2 separate regions of the Rattus norvegicus genome follow, and region 1 is linked to region 2. The links are chromatin contacts, called in public Hi-C maps. All regions are on one chromosome and are shown on one strand. The core of a region is the stretch at or near the end of the contact, and the rest is flanking DNA. Distances in the headings are between cores, read along the strand shown. Region 1 holds the start of Bambi (BMP and activin membrane-bound inhibitor). Region 2 has its middle 19 kb from the start of Lyzl1.

What was found. A called contact is a pair of places that touch in the nucleus more often than the background predicts.
Region 1: a contact with region 2 is called in a Hi-C map of liver, with 3 times the contacts expected there. The contact joins the promoter of Bambi here to the enhancer-like site in region 2. A contact is called at or near these places in 10 of 12 Hi-C or Micro-C datasets (the A7r5 cell line, the Rat2 cell line, Schwann cells and 6 more) and 1 of 1 datasets of contacts at active chromatin or transcription factors (oligodendrocytes).

What each region holds. Positions count from the first base shown.
Region 1 is chr17:58,817,863-58,825,080 of GRCr8, forward strand. It overlaps Bambi (BMP and activin membrane-bound inhibitor), which reads right to left and starts at 3,141. Exons shown (of 3, transcript NM_139082.3): 1 at 3,055-3,141; 2 at 1-71. The coding sequence starts at 3,130.
Region 2 is chr17:58,216,403-58,223,999 of GRCr8, forward strand. No RefSeq gene overlaps it. Among named protein-coding and RNA genes, the nearest start is that of Lyzl1, 19 kb to the right of the region's middle. Within about 2 kb of position 4,684, at least 2 of the 93 cell types and tissues checked have an H3K27ac peak or open chromatin away from gene starts, as enhancers often do. A contact at or near this core is called in hepatocytes and liver, where this site is marked.

The sequences.
Region 1 (7,218 bases), core at 1,891-4,390, 600 kb after region 2:
ACTAAGCTCGGACTTACACATGTAACCAGTTGCCACACAGTGAGCGGCATCACAGTAGCATCTGATCTCGCCTGAAAACAAAGAAATGACATAAGCATCAGGTGAACCCCAAACTCGGAGACACTTACTGTAGATTACTCAAGACGACTGTTTCCAACAGCAGCCCACGGGGACGGAAGTGCTCCAAAAGCAAACAGTGCCTCAACTTTCAGCGAGATAACGTTAGGAATATATTGTAACTCAACAACAGATTTGTGACAAGTTAGAGAAATGAACTTATATTGTAGTTTGAAGGGAAGCTGTTTCTCACTACGTTGCCTTTTGTTATAAGGTAAACAACACGTTATTTATTCGTTTTATGCTACACAACCACGCAAGATAGAAATGTCAGGCTTTGGGGTTTTGTCTATATAAATATTTGATCGGAACTACTGAATGGTTTGGCATCCCCAAGGACTGAGCCAAGCTGTAAGAACCTGAGCTGACACCTTATAAAGTTATTAACTAGACACAACAATCTAGAAACTGCACAGCTCAGGGGGGTTCAAACCATGAAACTGGCAGCTATCTGAGATCTCTCTAGAAAAGGCAAACTTTGCCTATAAAGGTCCTTTCATGCAGAGGAGCTTTTCGTCCGAACATTGTAAAACAGGAACTAGGCAGTTTACAATTAGTGGTTTGCTTGCCAAAGTCAATTTCTTTCAGCCCAAATGGAAAGTCATAAAAGTGGGGGATGTAAAACTGCAAGGCTAACTTCTCCTCTTCTTCCTCCCTTCCCCCTCCCCCTCCCCCTCCTCAGCTTTACATGTAATTTAACATGTGACCTAAAAAGGGAAACTCAAAACTGAAAATCCCCTGCTGGTTGAAGGAAAAATCCTTAAGGAAACCTCAAATTTTTCTCCAGGAAGTGATTAAAGTTTCTTTTATAAAACTTACTCTGTGAGTTGCAAGGCTCTTTTAACATCTTTTTAACAGTGCAAGATTCCAGGCTTGGCCATGGTCCTGAGAATTATCTATCACAAGAAACTGAGATGTCCAAAGGGGTGAACGCCCATCACTGTTGGCTGCCACAGCACACTACTGTAAACCAGACTCCTGCATACATCTCCTGTTGCAGGTCCCAAGCAGATCAGTCTACTTACTGAAGCCGCCACTCTGACACTCAACACAGAGAGCCTTGGCTTTTCCAAACCTCCCAACTCCACTCCTTTTCCTCCTCCTTTCTGTGAATGTCTGAGTAAGGTGTCTCATTTAATTATCTGTCCAAATTCCAGGACACCACATGGTGTGCTCGGTTTCATCCAGGCCGCTCACACTTCAGTCGGAAGAAAAGCCAGCCAGCTCAAACCTTGCTATACCGGTTACCGGTCCAGGTCCCTTCTGCTTCCTCTGCTACAGAGGAAGGTCTACAGCAATTCCTTTCTGTTTTCTCCCCCTTCCCAGTTCATGTATTCTTTGCATAAAAGTTCACCAGTCTTAGGTGATAATGACTACATATCCCTGGCCTGACAAATTCTAAACAGATTTGAAGTAGAAATAAAACAGATTAAAAAGTCTGCTTTGAGCCTATTAGCCTCGAATTTCGTACAGAAAGGGAAAACTAACAAAAGTAAAACGCTGCTGCTTCAGTGTTTATGAGCGCCTATTTAAAATACTACATTTCCAATGACCTAAAGCAGTCTTAATAAAAATTTGACAGGTAACCGAGAAAGTTCTAAGACTTTAAAGAAAAATTGGAGCCACATTTCAACAAGGAGAATGGACTTTTGTATTACTGTATTAAAACTATATTTCTGTCATTTCATAAGGTTTCTTCCTGTGGCATGCAAAGGCCAAAAGGGGACTGGTATTTTAAAACAGTGAACAATGCTCTTCTGTTTGCCCCTTTCTAGTTACTGTATGTGGTGATTAAACAAAAATGTCTGCTCCAGTCAAGATGGCTACAGCAGAGGCTGCTGGCTTCTTTTAAATAAAGCTTTTGAAGTCCGCAGCAGTCAGAAATCTCTGATCCCCTAATTATATCATTATCAGGCACATAGTTTCGGTATCTGTGACTTCATGCAGCCCCAGTGCCTCCCTGTTCTGCCTGCCTTTGATAGGGCCAGGAGGCTCCCCTCTGCAGGCTGCAAGGGCTGTTATTTAGGGCTAATTACACCCTTCCTTCCAAAATAAATAAATACTGTAGCACCTCATCTTTGCTGGGCTGGCTTATCCTTTAACCTCAGGCTTGCTACACGGCAATTAGAGAAAAGTGTGTTTGGGGGTGAGGGTCAGAGACTAAATAATGCTTCCTTTTTTTTTTTTTTTAAATGGGTTTGTAGAACAGGAGGCAGAATGAAGGGAAAGAACTAGTCGGGGGTGAGGGGAGAAATTGGAAGTTAAGAAAATTCCCGTTAAAAGGTGAGCGCCGCTGAGGGGGAGAAACTTTTTTTCTCCTTTTTTTTCCAGCAGCGTCTGTAAAAATATGGAGCGGGAAAGGGGATGGATGACAGCGCCTATTCTTCCCAACCCCTCTAAAGCAAGAGGACACCCTTCAACAGGCACCTCAGACTCCCACATTCCCAAAGAAGTCTCACTCATTGGTCGGTTGACACGCATTCTCCAAGACATTCAGACACGCGAAGAAACTCGCGGCACTAGCACTCAGAAACGGACACAAGGCAGAAATTCAGAAGCACGAAAGTCAAGAACACCGACAAGCCTCAGCTCAAAAACAGACACCCGCAAACTTAAGGACACAGTAGACACACACGCAGACATCCAAAACACAAGGAGAAACTTAGTGGCAACCAACAGAGATGCCTGCCCAGCCCAGTTGGGATCTGCGTTTTCTCAGGACCGGGAGTCCCGTCGGGGTATGTGAGCCCAACGGAGTCTGGTCATCTCCCGACCCTGAGTTTAGGAGTTCGCCATTGGCCAACCGCCCCAAGGTCTGGATGTCCCGGGCCGTGGAATCGACCACCGCAAAGGCGGGAACCTTACCGCCGCTCACCAAGCCCGACGGCCGACACCCCCCCAACCCCAAGTCCGGGCACTCAGTTCCACGGCACTCACCTTTGGTGAGCAGCACAGCCATGGCGCAGAGCTCCAACTGCAGCCAGATGAAGATGTAGCTGGAGTGGCGATCCATTGACGCCCCGCGCCCCCGTCGCTCCGGGAGCCAGGCGCGGCTGCACTACGACTCCCGGGGCGCGCCGCGCATAAGCCCGGGCGCCGTCAGTGTCGGGGCGGGGGCCCGAGCATGGAGCAGGACTAAAACTACTGAGGACACGTTTGTGGCTCCGCGCTCTTCCGGCCGGTCGTCCCCTCGCCCCGCCACCCCGCGCACAAGCCACGAACGGCGGACCGGAGTTAGACGTATCCGCGGCGAGAAGAGGGAGCACCCAGCCGCCAGGCAGCCAGCGTCTCTGCCGTAAATAGCGCCCGGCGCCCTGAGCCGACCAAGCGCGGCCCCGCCCTATGCCCCGCCTCCACTCTCCGATTGGCTGACGCCTCTTGCCTGGCGGCCCAGCAGCAGGGGCGGGCCAGACGCCGGCCCCGGCCGACTAGCCTCCGGGCTCGCGCTGGCGCCGACGTGTAGCCCTGTGGACTCGGCCGCAGCGCTCCCCCCAGCGGACGCCTGCGCATGCAGCCTCAGAGGCGCTGCGGAGCCCAGCTTCTAGGTAGATTCTGGGTTTGCTGTGAGACCCTCACTGCTCAGTCTCCGGCTAGCGGCCTTCAGCACGTGGCTTCGCTTTTGTCCCACCTGAAACCTGCAAGGGACGCCACACTCTCAGTGGTCATGTCCCAGAGTCCCCTAGAGAGAGTAGCTATGCAGGGCTGCCTAGCCCCTGAGCTCCCCCAAGGACAGTGATCATATCCAGGCCTCCGAGACCCGGATCCCCGCCTCCCATGCTCGGGCCACCAGGACGCGGAACCTCCACGATCAGTGATCATGCCCCGGCCACAGAGCCCCAGAGGGACATTGGCCATGCTTCGGTTGCCGGACCCAGAAACCACCAGGGACAGTGGCAAGTCTGGGACACTCACACTTCCCCCCACCTCCACGGAACAATGTCCTTGGGCCCCGCCCGCCCGCCCGCCTGCCGGCCCGTGGCCGAGAAGGAGTAGGGTGCACAGAGCCAGGAAGGGGCGGCCCAGAGCTGGAGTAGGCTCTCTGCCGGCTCCCTGACTCCCCCGGGCACATCCGCCCAGAGCCGGCCGCCTTGTGATCAATAAAGCCCAGACAGACAGACTGTTGATCAGTAGGAGCCGCTGGGTTCTCCTGGGTAGACTGGGGACCGGGAGCCTGCTAGAGACACTTAACGAAAATTAGCAAATCCAAAAGCACCCGGCGCCAGCTAGACGACACTGGCCGAGACTCAATTAACCACCCCCCAAACAATCGCAGGCAAACACACCCGCTGACCTGATCAATATCAGCCCCACAGCGATCTCTTTCCTGAGATACCAAGTCATTTATTAGGGTTTGTGGGGCAGCCTGCCCTAAGGAACCTCAGATGGAGAGGGGATGCTGTTTGGTTGTCTAAGGGGGGAAATGGGCTTAAGGGTTTTATTATCAGAGGGAATGGTCTTTTACTTCCCCTCCCCCAAACAAAAGCAAACCATCTGCAAAATTCACTTTTAGGGTCAGCTAACATTTAAAACGAAGAGAGCATAAAAGTCAGGTCATTTAGAATGGGAAGGCAGATGTGAAGAGTAAAAAGCTGGGAGGCAGGGTCCTAGCTCAGAGTCAATGCCCTAGCACTTGAGGCTCTGGGTTACTTCCCAGCCCAGCAAAACAAAAACTTAGGGGGAAAAGGTCGTACAGATTGAAAATCTAAGAGGAACCTTCTGAACACCTAGCAGAGCAAACTTGTTGGAAGTCTTCAGAGACACAGAAAGTTAATGAAGCTACCTTTGAACACTTTTTGTGTAAAAAAGTAAATAATCTCATAATCTTATACTCTATTACTTTGCGAGATCAAAACTACAGTTTAAAAGGAGGGAGAGAAGTTCACACTTGTAATCCTAGCAGTTGGGAAGCTCTAAGGTGGCTTAGGCTGGAGAATTGGCAAGAGGTGGAGGCCAGCCACTGGCTCTGTACGTGGGTTCCATATCAGCTTGGGCTACAAACTGGACCCTGACTCAAACCATAAGACTGAATTTTACAAGTTTAAATAAAAGGAAAGTAAACTGTGGAGTATACCCTAAAACCACAGTTTGGAAGGTGAAGACAGGAGAATTGCAACTTTAAGGCCAACCTTTACCCTAAATCAAGACCGTGTCTACACACACACACACACACACACACACACACACACACACACACACTCAGGTAGAGCAAGTTCAGGTGATGTTTTAGGAGAAAACCAAGCAGATAAGGGCTCCCAGTAAGCAGCAGGCTTTTTTGCAGAGACTGTTGACAGCCCACAGGAAGAGTGTATCATCAGTATTCTTGAACGTTGGGGAGTTCATCCAAGAGCCCCCAGGACCATATTTTCAGATAATGACACAGTCTTTTAACCTTGGAGAGTCAATCAGCTAAAAGGCATCTTTCAGAGCATTCTCATTCAACCAATTCGGAGTGCCCACTAGTAGACCTCACTGAAACTAGAATCATAAAGATTTGGATATTAGCAATGTGTCACAAAAACGTCAGAAGGTGACATGGAATTGGGTGCATGATGTCATGATGAAGCTCAACAGGGCGAAGATGTCCAGGGATGGTCTCCTCGAAGCAGTGGTATTGCAGTTATCTCCTTTGAGTAAAGACCATTGGGAGGAAGGCCACTTCAAACACAGAGAATCACAGCAATTTAGGGCTGAGTTGAGTTAATTGTGGGGGAAGACAGGGGTGGTAAAGAAGGGATGGCAGGTAATTCTTTGTGGCTGAAACATAAAATATGGAGCAAGGGACAAACCCAAGCCTACCAAGGACTCACGCTATTTACCTTTGATGAAGACTCATACTTCATTAACTAAGAAGATAGAAGAGGGTGTTCCGGTGAACACCAGGTTGAAACACACCCTCCCTGTGTTCCCAGTTTGTCTCAGTTAATATCCCTTTTCACACTGGAAGCCGCAGCAGAAGCCAGGCCAGGAGAATGCGCTCTTGCATGGCTAGTCACATACCTCACAGTGAACTGATTAGGGTCTTGCTTTGGACAGAGATGCAGGACAAGGTCTGGAGGCCATTTCAAGGGAGCCGTGCAAACGCAAGGATGAGGGGAGAGCTGGAGTCCGTCCACCTGCACAGAAACAGCCAATGATGAAATGTGTCCCTGAGCAAAGATGTAAATCCCAGTGGGTCTCCCACAGGTACGCACATGCTAGGGGACAACTTCAGGTTAATTTCTGCCTTTCATCATGTTTGAGGTATGGTCTCCCTTGTTATTCACTGATGGTTGTTCTGTAAGCTTCTGGGAGGGCCTCCGATCTCCTGAGGAGTTGGGAGCATAGGAAGCAGAAGGAGAAAGATTTCTGGTTCTTTACTTTGATGACATGCTCACTACCACACCTGGCTTTTCTGTGGGTGTGGAACATGGGTTCTCCTTCCGTGGCAAGCACTTTTCCCACTGAAGCATCTTTACTAAGCACTAAACCTGTCTTCACTTTTTTTACATTAATCTTAACTCAGGAATCTTGTTGTTGAAACAGGGACTCATGGAGCCCAGGCTGGCCCTGATCTTCCCATGCAGTCAAGGATAACCTTGAATTCATGATCCTCTTACGTCCAATTCCTCAGTTTAGACATCATGACTTGCCAGGCTTGAAAAACTCAAGAATCTCAGTAAATTTTTCAATCTCCCTATTCTGCTTCTCACTTTTTTCCTTTTGTAAAGTATGGCAGCGCTGTATCCCGGAGGCTGGCTTGAGCTATAATCTTCTCTCCTCCCACCTTCTAAAGTGCTAGGCATGCAACACCATAGCCTGTTTTAAACAACATTTATCCCATCTTGTGATTTCTGTGATATAGAGATCAAATCCAGGGCTTTGCTCATGCAGGACAAGTGCCCTTCCACTGAGTGACATCCCCAATCCATAAAACTCTCTCTAATTTATAGTTCTTTCAACAGCAAATCAAAGAACCCCTCCGAAACACTTGTATTTATCAAATTAATGTCTTTTACTATTACATATTTGTTAATCTACATTTCGAGGTTTATATTTATATATTAGTTCAAACACAATTCAGAGCAAGAGCTTAAGATTCATTCCTCCGATTTCAACTCTTAT
Region 2 (7,597 bases), core at 3,434-5,933:
CACACACACACACACACTTTAATTCAAGAAAGCCTATAATGAACAAAATATCCGAATCTTGAAATAAAGCAAAGGTCACTCCCAGCACCATGCAGACCCACTCTAAAACCTCAGGCATAAGAAATAAATAGCATAGAGATGGTGACTTTGAGATTTTGTTCCTTGTGTAATTTTTTGCTTTAGTTTAGTGCATTAAATGCTGCATAGAAATAGCTTACTAAGATGGGCAAATCATGGAGACACAGGATTCACATGCAACTTGCACTTGTTCTATCTGCTGTAAGTCAGTTTGCACATCTTGCAGTGTCCACTACAGTGTAAGGACCGGGCCAAGTCTGCTGGGTTATAACAGAGTTTGGAAAACAATAAAAACTTAAAGTTCTGAATGTGCTCAGTAGAGGTACATTTTTCCCCAAATATCTTTCCATCTGACTGGTTGAATGGAAGAATATAGGGCCTCAGGGTGTAAAGGCTGGGTTATAAGTTTATTATAAAACTGGATGAGAAATTTGTTTTGTCATTAGCTGCAACTTTACTCATTTTTTTGTGTGTGTATGAGAGAGGGAGGGAGGGTGGGGAGAGAGAGAGACAGACAGAGAGACAGAGACAGAGACAGACAAAGAGAGACAGAGACAGAGATAGATAGATAGATAGATAGATAGATAGAAATAAATATAGCCCAGGCCTCGAATTTCCTGTGTACCTGACAATGCTGTCTTTGAACTCTAAACCTCCTACTCTCACCCACAAGCACACCATGACATCCAGCTTTTTATCCAGCTTCTTAAAAAGAAGGTACAACTGTGAACCACCAAGATGATTAAGAAAAAACCAAAAGGGCGGGCTGTTCATCGAGAGAAACGCTACATGAGGAAAGCTGGCTTGAGGAGGGCCTTTGGGATGGAGTGATTGAGCATACCCAAGTTGTTTGTGAGGCAGAAGTCTAAACCTCCCACGGAGGTCCCAAAGTCCTCATGGGGTTGGGGGAAGGGGTTGAGTCTTCTTTTGTGTTGAGGGGGGAGGAAGGGATACATTTTCTGCTGATGACAACAGTAGCAAGAAATAGGTGATGTTTCATAATAAATCAAGTGGATCCCAGAGTACAGTGTGGGACTGAAGCTCTTCAGTCCTCAGAAGTCAGCCAGAACCTGGAGAGTTTGGACAGGGAGCAATACTAGGCTCTCTTGCATGTGCACAGAACACCAAGGTTCCAAAGTTAAGGGGACAGCCTGTCATGGACTGAACTCTGCAAAGCTCTGAGTCCCTGGCCTCAGGTGTACATGCAAGGAGGAAAGGCCCACAGAGGCCTCAGGTATCCTTTGGTATCATTGCTTTGGGAGCTGTGGTATGAAGTACGCCACAGATGACCACATATGGAGGAGTCCTGTTTGCCTCCTGTTGAGCAGGAAGAAAGGAAGGGGTCAGGAAGAGGCCAGTGTCCAAATATTCCTACAGAGGGCATACCCACAATGATATAACTTCCTCCCAGTGATTTAGTTTCCTCCTGGAGATGTGACTTCCTTCCAGGTTTGTAACTTCCTCCCGTTAGCCCTTTCTCCTGAAAGTCATATCACTTCCTCAAAGTGCCACAGGCTGATAACCAAGCCTCTGTGTGACCCTATAGATCAGCGGTTCTCAACCTTCCTAATGCTGCGACCACTCTTATACAGTTCCTCATGTTGTGGTGACCCCCCAAACCATAACATTATTTTTGTTCTTCATAACTGTACTTCATAATTAATTTGCTGCTCTATTGGATTTTAATGTAAATATATGACATGCAGGATATCTGATATGTGACCCTTATGACCTTTCCTCCATGGGTTGGCACACAGCCCACAGGTTCAGAACCGCAGCTCTATAGCTAACTACAGGAGCATCAAGTAAAACTTTCCTCTTTATAAAATGAATGTCTCAGATACTTTGATACTTTGTTACGATGTTAGAAAGATGAGTCGCCCAAAAGGCTGTGTTTGCTGCTTAAAGAACAGAATCTGTCTCTATCCACTCTAAAAGGCACGGTGGCCACTGCTAGTGTGTGGTGACCCTAGCATGGCTGTCTGCAGGAATAGTGACACTGCTAATTTTGTGACTTACAAGTCTAGGCGTTCTTGTGCACATTGCTGCCCGAGCATTTCTTCTTTGGAGGGTGGTTCCGTTACCTATTTCCTCACTACTAAGAGAGACGATTAAATACTTGGAAGGAAGACAGAGAAGCAGGCAGTAATCACGTTCTTTAAACGTGTTTCAGGGATAAAAGCACTTTCTTCAGCTCACTGTTCACTGCTGTCTCAAATGCCCGAATTTAGGAAAACTGTAAGCTGGAGATTTTCACACACACACACGTGTGTGTGTGTGTGTGTGTGTGTGTGTGTGTGTGTGTGTGTGAGTGCACCAGGAGGAAGTCAGAAGAGGGTACCTTATCTCTTAGAATTCAATGTTACAGATGCTCATGAAGCATCACATGAATGCTGGGAATTGACTCTGGATTCTCAGTAAAGGCAGAAAATGCTCTTAGCCAGCAGCTGTCTCTCCATTCACGGAACTGGTTTTTAATACCTGGTGATTCCACCATTTATAAATGAACCGGAGATCTCTCATATTCAAATTAAGAGTCATAATTACCATGTGTGTTAACTGTACTTGCACTTTCCCTGAGCCCATGGACCTCAGAAGTGTGGGTGTGCGTGATGCCTGCTGAGGGACTCCAGGGCAGCAGAATTGGCCACATTTCCCTCTCCTATGCCTCTGGGCAGGGAATTACCCACTGACTGACAGTAGGTGACACACCTATTTCTTTACATCCTTCTCTGCCTTGTTGACCAGGTTCATCCCTAGACTTGTGTGTGTGTGTGTGTGTGTGTGTGTGTGTGTGTGTGTTGGGGGGTGGGGGGTAACTGGAGGGAATGACTTGGGATAGAGGCTGGGATACAAGAGGAGTGCAGTTGACGTACTTCTTTGAGTGACAAGATGCAAAGAAAGTCTGTCCCCAGAAGGAAGTTTTATGAAGACCAGAACTGATCCCAAGCAGCAATATTAATTAAAAAAAAATCTGGTTTGAGGCTATCTGCCTGGATTGCCAGCTCCGGGATGGCAGGAAACCGACAGTAGAATGAGGTAGCATGATGCAGAAAAAGGGAGATGGGGTGCTGTTGGCCAGCTAGTCTGGATATCTGGGGAGTTCAAGGTTAATGAGGAATACACCGGGCCAAGGTGTTCCCTGAGGAATTACCACCATGCTATAGGCCTAGGACAAAAGGAAGTTTACTGGGGGAAGTGAAGGGGACCTGGAAAAGGGAAGAGGTAAAGACAGAAGGGACAGAAGAGGACAGAAAGACAGAGAAAAGAGAGATGATGATGTCCTCTGGGGACACATGAGGAAAAGAGAGAATACTCCTAGAGAATCTCTTCTATGGAGAGAGAGAAAATGTGGCAATGGGGGGGTCTTCTTATATGCCTGGTTCCTGGCTTGTATCTGATCTTAGGAGATGCAAGCGTTACTAGGTAGGTGTTGGGCAGAGCCTAGAGGAATATCATCTCAAAAAATAATATGAAGAGTGGTTGAAAATGACCAGCACCAACCTCTGGCCTGTACATACTTGTGTGCACTTACATGGACACATTCATATAGACACACACACACACACACACACACACACACACACACACTTACATACACACATACTCACATACACATTCAAATACACACATACACTCTCTCACACACACACTCACACACACTACATACACAGTCACACACACACACATACACACACACTTACATACACACATACTCACATACACACTCACACATACACATTCAAATACACACACATACACTCTCTCACACACACACACACACTCACACACACTACAAACACACACACTCACACACACATACACATACACACATATACACACACTTACATACACACATACTCACATACACACACTCACACATACACATTCAAATACACACATACACTCTCTCTCACACACACACTACAAACACACACACTCACACACACACATACACATACACACACATACACACACACTTACATACACACATACTCACACACACTCACACATACACATTCAAATACACACACATACACTCTCTCTCACACACACACACTCACACACACTCACACACTCACACACACACTCACACACACACTACATACATACACTCACACACACATACACACTCACACTCACATAACACACATTCACACACACTCACACACACTCACACACACTACATACACACACTCACACTCACATACACACACTCACACTCACATACACACACATTCACACTCACATAACACATATTCACACACACACACACACACACACACACACACACACACACACACACACACAGTGAATTGACTGGAGAACTGAGGAAAATTTTACACCTCAGAGTCCTACTCCCTAGGAAGCCTAATTTCCCAATGAACTAGGCTGGTTAGTTGTCAGCATCTTTGCGGAGTGTCCCAGGAACTGTCAGGAGGAAAGCTGGCCAACTACAGCTCTAACACTGCCCCAAATAGCCCAAGGGACTTTGTGTCTTGGCTCTTCTCCTATTCCCTTCAAATGTGGGTAAACTGGGTGGTATCCCCAGGGGAGAGGGCTGTGAAGCACCCTGATAGTCTTTCAGCCACCTAGAGGAGCTCCAAGTCTGCAGGAAAATCCTATCACCCAACACTCTCACCACCTCCTCTCCAGCTCAGCACAGGGCTGTACTGTGAGAGCATTCTTCCTCACTTCATTTTACCCTCCCCCTCCCCACTTTTAAGTTTTAAGCTTCTGGCAGCCACTGAAATGTCTCTGGGGCAAAAACTAGTTTTGAGTTGAAAATGGCAATTGTTAGCAATCTCCCCGAATCTCCCTTTTTTCAAGGGTTTGTTTGGTGCCCACCGGCGGCAGGCCTTGCTTCAGGGAACTGATGTGCACAGCACCTTGTTCTCTGACCTTAATTCAGGCACCTCTCCTTGCCTGCCTCCATTCCCCTCCTCTCCACACCCCAGCTCCTGCAAATTAATGTGCTGGTGCTGAGGGGTGACAGTGGTATGAAGCTGTGCCTCTTTCTCAGCCATCCCAGCCTGGCAATTTCAAAGCAGCTACTTATCTTTATTCCATATGTGGCTTCCCCAAGAGGTCAAAAGTGCAGCCTGGGAGCTCAGGATTGGAGCCCAGCCCTGTACTGGCAGGAAAGAAGCCCCATACCCCTCTGATGTTTTCACTCCACATTCTCCGTCCCTAGCCCAGTCTTCCCCTGCAAAGATAAGGCTCTCTTCTAGCCCACCCCACCCCCAGGCCCTGCTTTCCTTCCCTTTTATTCCAGACTGAGGCAACCCGTTGTGAAGGGGGGCATGGGGTTTTTTTTTTTTTGCACAAATATTTAATCTTTTCCAATCTGCCCTTTTGCACAGCCTGTCAGCTCCAAACTGCTCTGTTTGCTTTAGCCCGTAACAGGATACTGTTTTGAAAGGCAAGGCAGAAGTCAGATTACTTCTGAATCTGACCTTTATTTTTGCATGAATGCTTTTCAAGGTAACTATAGATTTAGATTTTTCTTCCCTACTAACGATTGCTCTGCCGGTGTCGACGTGGTAGCAAGCGGCAGGAAAATCTAGACGCAGAGTTGGTTTTATTTATTTGTTTATTCTCCATAGCTTGGAAATTGCAGTTACAGAGAGGTCTTTAAATAAAGCCAGCCACAGTTTCATATGGTTCTCTTTCTGTCAGGATTTACTCCTTTTACTCCGAAGCGAGTCAGTCATTCCTTATCTCATGAAGAATATGGTTGTACCTGAGAAGTGTTTGCAAAGCCTATGAGAGATGCCCCCTGCTAGAACACACTGGAGAAGGGAAAGCCAGTTGGTTGGGACGCAGCAATAGCCATGATTCAGGTCTGTGTTGTACCATGTGCTTCAGCTAATGTGCGGTCCCCCCATTTTTCATACTCTGTATGTCACTCAGCACTCCCACAGGACAAGAAAGGTGCAGGCACGTGGTACCTTGTCTGCACACAGCTAGTAATGCAGCTGGCTTGGGCACGTTCTACAGAGTTCTTTGCCCTGTTTGGTACTGGCTTTAATCTATGACCAGAGACAGTGAAACTGTAATTTTTTTCCCCCATTATGGCACCAACTAATGACAAACAACAGATTCTAATTGAGACTGTGATCAACATTATCCTTCTAACCTTCTTCACACTCACCCCAAAGAAGCTCTTGATACTCTCTAAAGCCATGGGATGACAGAGACTGTAAAATACATTGAAGACTTTGGATGAAGTTTGGAGCAGAGTAAACAATGAGGAAAACGGATATTTTGCAGGATTTGGCCTAGAGTCCAAGGTCTGAAAATGCTGTTCGTTAATTCAAAGTTACAACGGCAGAGGAAAGAACAAATGAACGATGGGGAATTGTGGGGAGTCTGGGGCTCTTCCAAGTGACTATTTTGGAAGACATTTCTGTGGCAGGACTCTTGTGGTATAGTAAGCAGAAAGGAGAAGACTACAACATAAAATATGTGGGGTAGATAAAGTAGGAGGAAAACCAACAAAATATTAATTGTAGCTATTAAACGATGAGACTTCACCTTGTAGTTTGGGAAGGTATTTTTCTTCACGATCCACGACAAATATAGATTTCCATCATAATCAGAGACTAACTTGTAAGGTGGGGAAGAGATGAAACAATGCCACAGCCTGGTATACGGTGTGTCAGCAGTGGGGAGCCTGACGGTCAGAAGAAAGCCTTCCGTAACGGGCTAATGAAAGAATTCTTTCTCTAGCCCCCAGTGGACGTTAGCTTGTGAGTCAGCCAGAGTCCTGCCAGTGGGACAAAATACTTGGGACAAAGGAGGAAGACATTTGGTTCAAGATTTCTGAGTCATGAGCCATAATCTCTGCTGTGAGCTGGAGCTTTGTGGTAGAGAGATGGGTCAAGAAGGAGAAAGAGAGGAAGGGGTAGGGCATCAATGTCCATTTGAAGGCACACCCCCCAGTAGTGTGCTTTCTCTATAAAGGCTCTACTTTCCAAACTTTTCAAAAAAATTTCTTCAGTGTATATGTGTGCACACAGGCAATGAATGTTCAGGCAGATGTGGCTATGCACTTATACATGTACCAGAAGACATCAGGTGTCTTACCACTTGCTCCTTTATTTCCTTGGGACAAGGTCTCTCATTGAACCCAGAGCTAAGCTGATGGCCAGCAAGCTCTAATTAGCTGCAGCAAAGGAGCAAAGTTTTCCAACCTAGGCAAGAACCAGTGTCAATCATCTCTGGAGGGGAAATGGCATGCTAGATGCATGAAATATCAAGGAAGATGACAGAGGGGTCCAGAAAGTGTTAGGGGCACCAGAGAGCAAGCTGAGATGCAAAGGGCACAGATGTTGGGGGAGGGAGTTCTCAAGAACTAGTCTCCAAGGGAAAAAGAAGTGTGCTCATAATGTACAAAGTGGTTGGTCCTGAGGAAAATGAGAAGTCTACTTCTGAATGTCTTGAAAACCACATGCTTGGATAGAAAGAGGGTTGCTGCTTCAAGACTCTTTTGCCAAATAAAGATAAGCTAAGAAAA